2 separate regions of the Gasterosteus aculeatus genome follow, and region 1 is linked to region 2. Evidence: chromatin contacts called from public Hi-C data. All regions are on one chromosome and are shown on one strand. Each heading gives the region's core, a stretch centred on a gene start, on an enhancer-like site or on the middle of the called end of the contact. The rest is flanking DNA. Distances are from core to core; before and after follow the strand shown.

Region 1 (3,694 bases), core at 16-2,515, 40 kb after region 2:
GACTGTTGATACGGCTGCTTCTGATCTGCTAAAGCGGGCTGCACACTTCTCTTTGCATGTCCGCTCACATGTTGAACAACTTCTGCAATCCTAGAGGATGAGCTTTGGTCTGCAGCTCTGTCCGTGGTTGCCCATGTTAGGCTCCACTGATTTACATAGACGAGTGCTCACGTGAGGTTTATTGAGCTCAAGTAAAGCGTCGACCTGCATGACGATGATAAGCGGGTGATGATGCTGCTGTTTTCTAAAAACTACTAGACCCCATCTCTCCAGAGCCATGCACTTACAGCTGCTCCGGTCTTCTGGTCCCACATTTGCTGACAGGCAACTTTAACCTGGTCACACATGATCATGCTTGAGCGATTGGCTAGTGGGTTTGTTCATTGCGTGTGTGTGTGTGCGTGTGTGTGCGAATAGCTACTTTCCTACACATCATTTGCCGTAAGCATTTGCTCACGCATTGTTAGCATTAAATATTAGCTTCACTCATCAGATATGCATGCGTGTGTAGCAGATGCAGCTGATTTAGGTTAAAGAACCCACACGGTGGTGGTAATGAAAACCTGCTGCCTGCAGCCAGAACAGACATGTTTTACATCTTTCCAGTATTTCTCAGCAAACGAGCGCTACAGGACTCTCTAAATAAAGGACACAGAAAACGTAGCCCTGTGTTATTGCCGGACGTTGTATAATATGTGTAGGAATCTCAACTTGTCCTTTTGCTTCTCCGCAGCATTCACATGTAACCCAGTAACACCACCAACATGTTATCTTTTTTCAAATATGAACCTATTTGTGTGAATTTAATGACAAGCTAATTCTCTCCATCTCCTCTGGGGGATTGCCGTGTCGCTGTATTCATAACTAGAATGATAGTTATTATAATCATTTCTTAGATTAATGTTATAATTTGATTGCTGTTGAAGCATATATTTAATTATTACCACTGAAAAAAGTGCTCTACATGTTTTGTTTTTCCCCTGGACCAATTTGGTTGTAATATACAGCATACGCCTGGATTTCTTTACCTGCTGCCATTACATCCGTCTTCCATTTTGATGTCACTTTATGTATTTATTTTTGTCACATTTATTCACTAATACATTTTTAAAAAGAAAGGACAAGAAAAGGTTCCTCTTAACTCTGTATCTGTCTTGGCGTTTCATAAAAATGTTTCACATCGTAGCATTCCAGTTGGTGCATGTGCTGCTCACCCACACAGACCCACACGCGCGCTGTTTACGGAGCAACTTGCACCAGGAGACGTGTCTTCCAAGTATGGCAGTCAGACAGAAAATTCCCCTCCTCCACTTCTATTCTCTCGAGCCAGCCTCTCAGTACCACAGAAGGCCAGGAATGCCAGAGCAGCACAGTCTGAAATAACTTAGCGATCCTCCCCCCACTCGTTTTTTATTATTTTATTATTTTTCTAATTATTTTCTTCCTCCTGTTTCAGTGAATGCAGCCCAGGACAGTTTGTGGGGACAGCGTAGTTGCGATCAGTAGCACCTGAGCTACTGATCCAGTAGATTATATGTCATGAGTATCAGCTGAGTAGTACAATTCAACTTGCACTGTTGCACATGTGTATATGTTGCTGCTAAATTTACTACGCGGTCTTGTATTACCTGTATCTTAGCTTGCTCCATAACTGTCCCATTTGGTGTTGCTTAATGGGCCCTTATCGGCCGGAGCATGTCTTTACGGGGTGTCTTGTGCAGGGTTAAACCGCTCAGACCAACAAAGGACACAGAGGCTTGTCAAAGTCACTTCAACAAACATCGGTGAGAAAAGGAAAGAAAAAACCTCCACCGGTTATTTCAGCGGGATTTGTTTTTGTGAAATGTTAAATTTAACATCGTTGCACAATATTGTGCTGGTAACAAAGCCATCGCATCGTAGTCATTAAGAGTAATTGGATCAGCCAACTGGCCGTCAACCCAAACAGCCCATCGTCCAAAACATAGACCCCAAACTACGTGATGCAACAATATGGCCACAATAATACCTCTGCTCACATGAGCAGGCTGGTTTTGGAGTCATGACCGTATAAAGTAAACCGGATATATTATTGGCTGAATGTCACATGGAGCCAAATGTACACGGTACTCTGACCCATCACATCTAACGTTCCTATAGAGCAAACACACCAGCGTTCCTTTAACCTCTGCCTCCCTCAGTACTGGGCTCATGGCCGCTTTCATGACCTGTTGATTTAAATAGAGGCTATTCAAGTATGCCTGCTGGGATGACACCTTCCTCAATATGAACCGCTGGTAAAAATCTTTTTGGGCCAGTTTGTATCACGTGACTGATCCACCAGAGGTAAATCCACACATGATCCAGGAGCAATTCGGAGATTCATCTTTGAGCTTTACACCATGGCAAGATTCAGAGTGACTCTGGGCCATTTGGGCTGTTCTTGCAGCTAAAACAAAACCATTAAGCAAAACCTCCAAGAAAGTAATCATGTGACTGACAATACGGTTGCAAAGGCGGTTGCATGAAACTGTTAATTGCTGAAGTTTAGTGGGGATAGAACCCCCTCTGGGGGTCAACAGATTTGGGCATACTTTAGCCCTCCTTGTACCTGGCATTGTACCGTTGCTCACTGTAACTATTTGTATCAGTTTGGTGCTGGGTGCAACTCACATTGCGTTCATCAAAGCTTCCTTTCATCAGCACCAGCCCTCTCACTCTCTTGGCGTTCACACAGGACTCTTGTTAAGCTGCCAATAGACTCTGTAAGAAATGCTTGGTTTGTGGAAGAATGTAGGCGCAACAGATCTCCAGAATAAAAAGTAAGTAAGCTGATCTGGTTTCCCCCTCAGGGAAACTCCTATCAGCAGGGAAGGAAGACTCCTCTCTCAGCGGAAGAGATAAACCTTGTTCTCTGTTTATATAGATTTTGAGGTTGCCGGCTCAGGAAAACAGCTTTTCCCCTGAAAACAACAACAAAAAAGAGCACCGTTTTTTAGCATTTATGTAACTTTCTAACATAGGCTGATGTCAGTTCCTTAACGGTACTAATCTTGTGAACAAAGTGGCTACTTCCTATAGTCTTACCGTGCAAATGTGAGCATAAGTGTTTTGTATGTCACGAATCTGCATAATTAATTAAGTAAAGTAGTATAATTGCAATGCCCTCTCAAGATGCATTTGTGATTACTATATGTTAGTTTACATATACACATTCACCTTACCGGTCTTTAATCAGTGTGTGTGTGTGTGATATGTGTATAGAAGAAGAGAGGATATGAATACTCATCCGCTGAGAAGCCAGTGGTTTGTGAGATTCTACAGCCGTGGTGGGAAGTTAGGGCAGGAATGTGATGTCATTCTAAGAAACGTCTGTGGGTGACATTGACCAGATGTTTCTGGGGTCTTCCGATGCCCTTTACAATGGCTGTAAATGCTGAATCCATATGGAGCTGATGGAAACGCTTCTCCCCCCATGTGGTTACAATCAGTACTGCCACACTTCTTATTGTAACATGTGTACAACGTGTGTGTAGTGGGATAGAATTTGTGAAAAAAAAGATTTAAGTAAACATTCAAGCATAAATATCCCACATGAGGAGGGACGTGCCCATTCATGCTTTAATTAGTTAAGAAGCGTAAAGCCTGTAATTGGGTGTTTTATGAGAACTTTGAGGTCAAGAATGAAGTTTGAGTCTGTACAATATTTTGATTG
Region 2 (3,737 bases), core at 345-2,844:
CATGGTGCCCTGCCAAGAAAAACAAACCAACACTTATTTGTATTCATAGATCACATTTGTATCATATATTACATTGAATATATATATAATATGTATACTTGTTGCCTTACCTTTGGTCCACGGGGGCCGGGGGGCCCTGAGGGACCCTAGAATGGGGCACACACAGGATCCTAATAAGCACTGTTTTTATCATAATCAATGGAGGTAAAATGAAAACACACACACACACACACACATACCTTTGGTCCTGGTAAACCTCTGTTACCCATCCATCCCGGATTTCCCTGAGACCCCTGACAAAAAAAAAAGAAGTATTGCAACAACAGAAACTGTATTTATGGATCAGACAATAGATGAACCCCGTTGTCTGATCATGTCTCATGAAAAGCATTGGATAGTTGGATTAATGTGCTTTACAAATATTCCGTTGAGTCCTGGTGTGCCCGGATCTCCCTGTGGAGAGATGGTCAGAGAGTCATGAGGTTAATAATATATATATATTTATTTATTTATGTATTTATATAGTATAGAGTTTCATTAAAGCAATATCAAGTTGCTTATGCAATTTAATGGAGCCAGGAGTTCTTCAGAAGAAAACCCAAGAGAGGTTTTCACTCCTCCTCCTCACCCTGAAGCGCCTCATGAACACACTGACGTCCAGAGAGTCTCCCTTCTGTCCCTTCCAGCCCGATTGTCCCTGAGGGATGAAAACAAAAAAAGAGAGAGAGCCTTTAATGGTCACTTCGGAGAAACAAACACTACATATTTACATGTATGTGACTATCCTCCGGTCGTTGCACTTACAATTAAACCAGGTGAGCCATTATAGCCGGGTGGCCCCGGTAACCCTGAATCGCCCTTCGTCCCGTTACAGCCGTCCGCACCTGGCTTCCCCCTGGGTCCGGCTTGTCCCGGGTGGCCCTGCGGAGCCAATGTGCATTCAGAACAGGCAGTAGCTACACACGGCAGGTGGAGTCACTACAGCGAGCCGCTGGGGCACCGGCCTGCTGGATGGACTTACGGGGATGCCGTCGTTTCCAGAGAATCCAGGAACACCGGCATTTCCCTGAGGAGCGATGACCACCACACAGTAAACAAGAGAACCAGAGCGTCGTGACTTTTAACAAGTAGATTAACCAGAGAAGGATACTTTACCACGGCGCCTTTTGGACCTATGATGCCGCTACGGCCGCGGTCACCTTTCTGCCCCTTTGGGCCTTCAATCCCAAAATCCCCCGGTCTCCCTGGAGGGCCGTGGGGGCCCTGAGGGCCGAGAGGGCCAGGGTGACCCTGAGATTAGAGAGGAAGATAAGAATACACCTATTAAACTTTGTATTTCATCCAAATGAACTGCTTTGGTGATATGAGGGGTTAGAAAAAAGAAAAATATAGAAGAGAAGATTTGAAAAGTGTTATCAACACAACATAAGAATCCCATCAATGCAATAAGAAGTAGACACACCTGTGTATTTCTTTGATATATTTAAGGCTAATTCCATCTAATCTCCAAATGTCTGCTTGTAATGTGGGATCGCATCACAAGAGGGAGACAAACGCCTTTATTTCTAGTTTATTTCTAAATCTTCTCCATCAGCGCTCCACCCTCTCTACACCCATCCAGTGGTCAAACAGTATACTGTCAGGATAAAGAACTGACTGCCAGAATCAGACATATAAAAACCAACAAAGCGATGCAACTAAATACATAAATGCAACCAAACAGAAACATCTTGAGTAAATATTTAAGTCCAAAAAATCTTTTCGTCTTTTAGATATTCTTGGTTTTAGAATCATTTGCATGCTGAATTTGTTTCCCCCCTTCCTCTTAAACGCAGCTGAAAGATTATTTAAGAGCCCAGAACACAAATGTTGGCGGTGACAAGATGAAGTTAAGGTGGATAAAGCCAGAACTGCCGTTAAATATCCCATTTAGTTAAGGCTGTTAAAAGAAGATTTTGATAGCTGACTGTTTTAAACTACAGACAGACCCTTAATCCGCTAGCTAAATATAGCAACTTGATTAAGATACTCCGAGTGATGAAGGACAGAAGACAGGAGCAGAGCAGATAGGAAGAAGGAAAATGTTTCTCCAAACCAGACCTGATTTTTCTACATCAGGTTTGTATCTGCTATTAGACAGCTTTGCGTGGTGTGTGAGGACTTGGCAGTAACGTGTGCGTCCTCTCTTCACCTTCGCCACCAAAATCACTTCCGCGTGTTTCCGTTGTTGAAAAGGAGGGCAGGGAGGGGTCAGTGCCATTGTGGTGTGTGGCGACAAGGAACAGGTGCCTCAAACACACACACACACACACACACACACACACACACACACACACACACACACAGTATGTATACAAGTATATCTCCATGTTGAGGGTATCATTTACATCTCCAGAGGACTGGACCTGACCAGTGAGGAGGCGCGAGGGGGGCTGACATGATACAGGCGGTGGTGGGGGGGCAACAGAATAACATAATAAAGTCTTGAGCTCAAAGATACCGCGGGAGGCCCGACCGTGTTCCTGTGAGAACCAACAAACAGAGTGACGTGGTCATTCCTGTGTTTGCGGTACTTGCGCGTGGTGGTCGGGGCTTTGTCTATGGGTGGCTTTATGAAACAGGAGGTGTGTGTTTTGTCTTCATCTCGGTCCTGCAGCTGTTGCTTAGAGAGCAGACAACCGTCCTGTCAAAACAAATACAACTTTGCCCGAGTGATGGGAGGCGTTTCATGCGGGCCGGGAAGTTTTCCACCATAACTTACAGCTCACGATATGTTAACATCATTATGATTTGCCTACAAAGCTTTAAAACCGAGCCTTTCTGGAAAACTGAGATAAAGATACTGTGGACCACACAGTGTTCAATAATTATAAGCGAATAAATTATTTGCACTGTCTTGCCAAGATTATAGAACAACTTAAAGCTACGGTTGGTGATCTTGATTTAAAAAAAACAGTGTTTTCAGCTAAAGTGGTGTAGTGGTTAGCACTCTCACCTCCCACACAGATGCCTCGGGTTGAAGTAAGTAGCAGAATTCAGTGGCAAATGAAGTGAAGTCTTATTATAGTCTTGCGACAGGTACCACATGTTTTGGCAAAACGGTTTCCTTTGCAATGAACGTTCGTGTTCTTCGAAATGCCCCAAGCCACATTAGCGTAGGTGAACTCCACCAATACACTTACAATTCAATCATTCATCCTAACAAAGAGGAAATATCAAAGTAATAAATCAACAGAGGGGAGTGGAACCACAGTGACAGCGAGAGGAGCGCTCTAAGTCATGTGCATGTGTGCAAGTGTGCGTGAATGTGCATGCGTAAGAGATTCCTATCTGAAGCACTTCGATGGTAAATGATATGCACTGGTCTTTACCTGTCTGCATGGCTTAACCAAAGAGCTGATTAATACCAGTCTGCTCTAAAAGCTGATAGCAGGGGAGACGCTTTTAAGTGCATACTTGTGTGTGTCGGTGTTGAACAAACAGCTACATATGCCGTATGTACTGTAAACATTCAAAATCTAAAAGGTACAGGTTTTATCAGATATAAAATCACAAGCTCATGAAAAAGGCCCCCATGAGTAAGTTTTCAGAAAAACGACCCCCCTCAATCATTACCTGTGACCCACAACGAGTGCGTGTCTGTACCTGCAGCGACGCCGTCCTCCCTCTCACAGTTTTCTTATTTTGCTCAACCTATAGGAGCCAGATTGTAAGCACACATCCAGGCGGAAAGTACG

Evidence for each region. Hi-C and Micro-C count contacts between places; a contact is called where the count stands out from the background.
Region 1: a contact with region 2 is called in a Hi-C map of liver, with 2.7 times the contacts expected there. The contact joins two enhancer-like sites. A contact is called at or near these places in 5 of 6 Hi-C or Micro-C datasets (liver, skeletal muscle, tail fin and 1 more).

What each region holds. Positions count from the first base shown.
Region 1 is chr16:8,360,301-8,363,994 of fGasAcu3.hap1.1, forward strand. The region is part of intron 1 of col4a1 (collagen, type IV, alpha 1); the gene reads left to right. Among protein-coding and RNA genes, the nearest start is that of col4a1, 9.8 kb to the left of the region's middle. Within about 2 kb of position 1,266, at least 2 of the 9 cell types and tissues checked have open chromatin away from gene starts, as enhancers often do. A contact at or near this core is called in liver, where this site is marked.
Region 2 is chr16:8,320,152-8,323,888 of fGasAcu3.hap1.1, forward strand. col4a2 (collagen, type IV, alpha 2) reads right to left here. Exons shown (of 47, transcript XM_040201011.2): 5 at 1,156-1,290; 6 at 1,022-1,066; 7 at 805-921; 8 at 629-697; 9 at 418-453; 10 at 240-293; 11 at 111-146; 12 at 1-9. Among protein-coding and RNA genes, the nearest start is that of rab20, 21 kb to the left of the region's middle. Within about 2 kb of position 1,595, at least 4 of the 9 cell types and tissues checked have open chromatin away from gene starts, as enhancers often do. A contact at or near this core is called in liver, where this site is marked.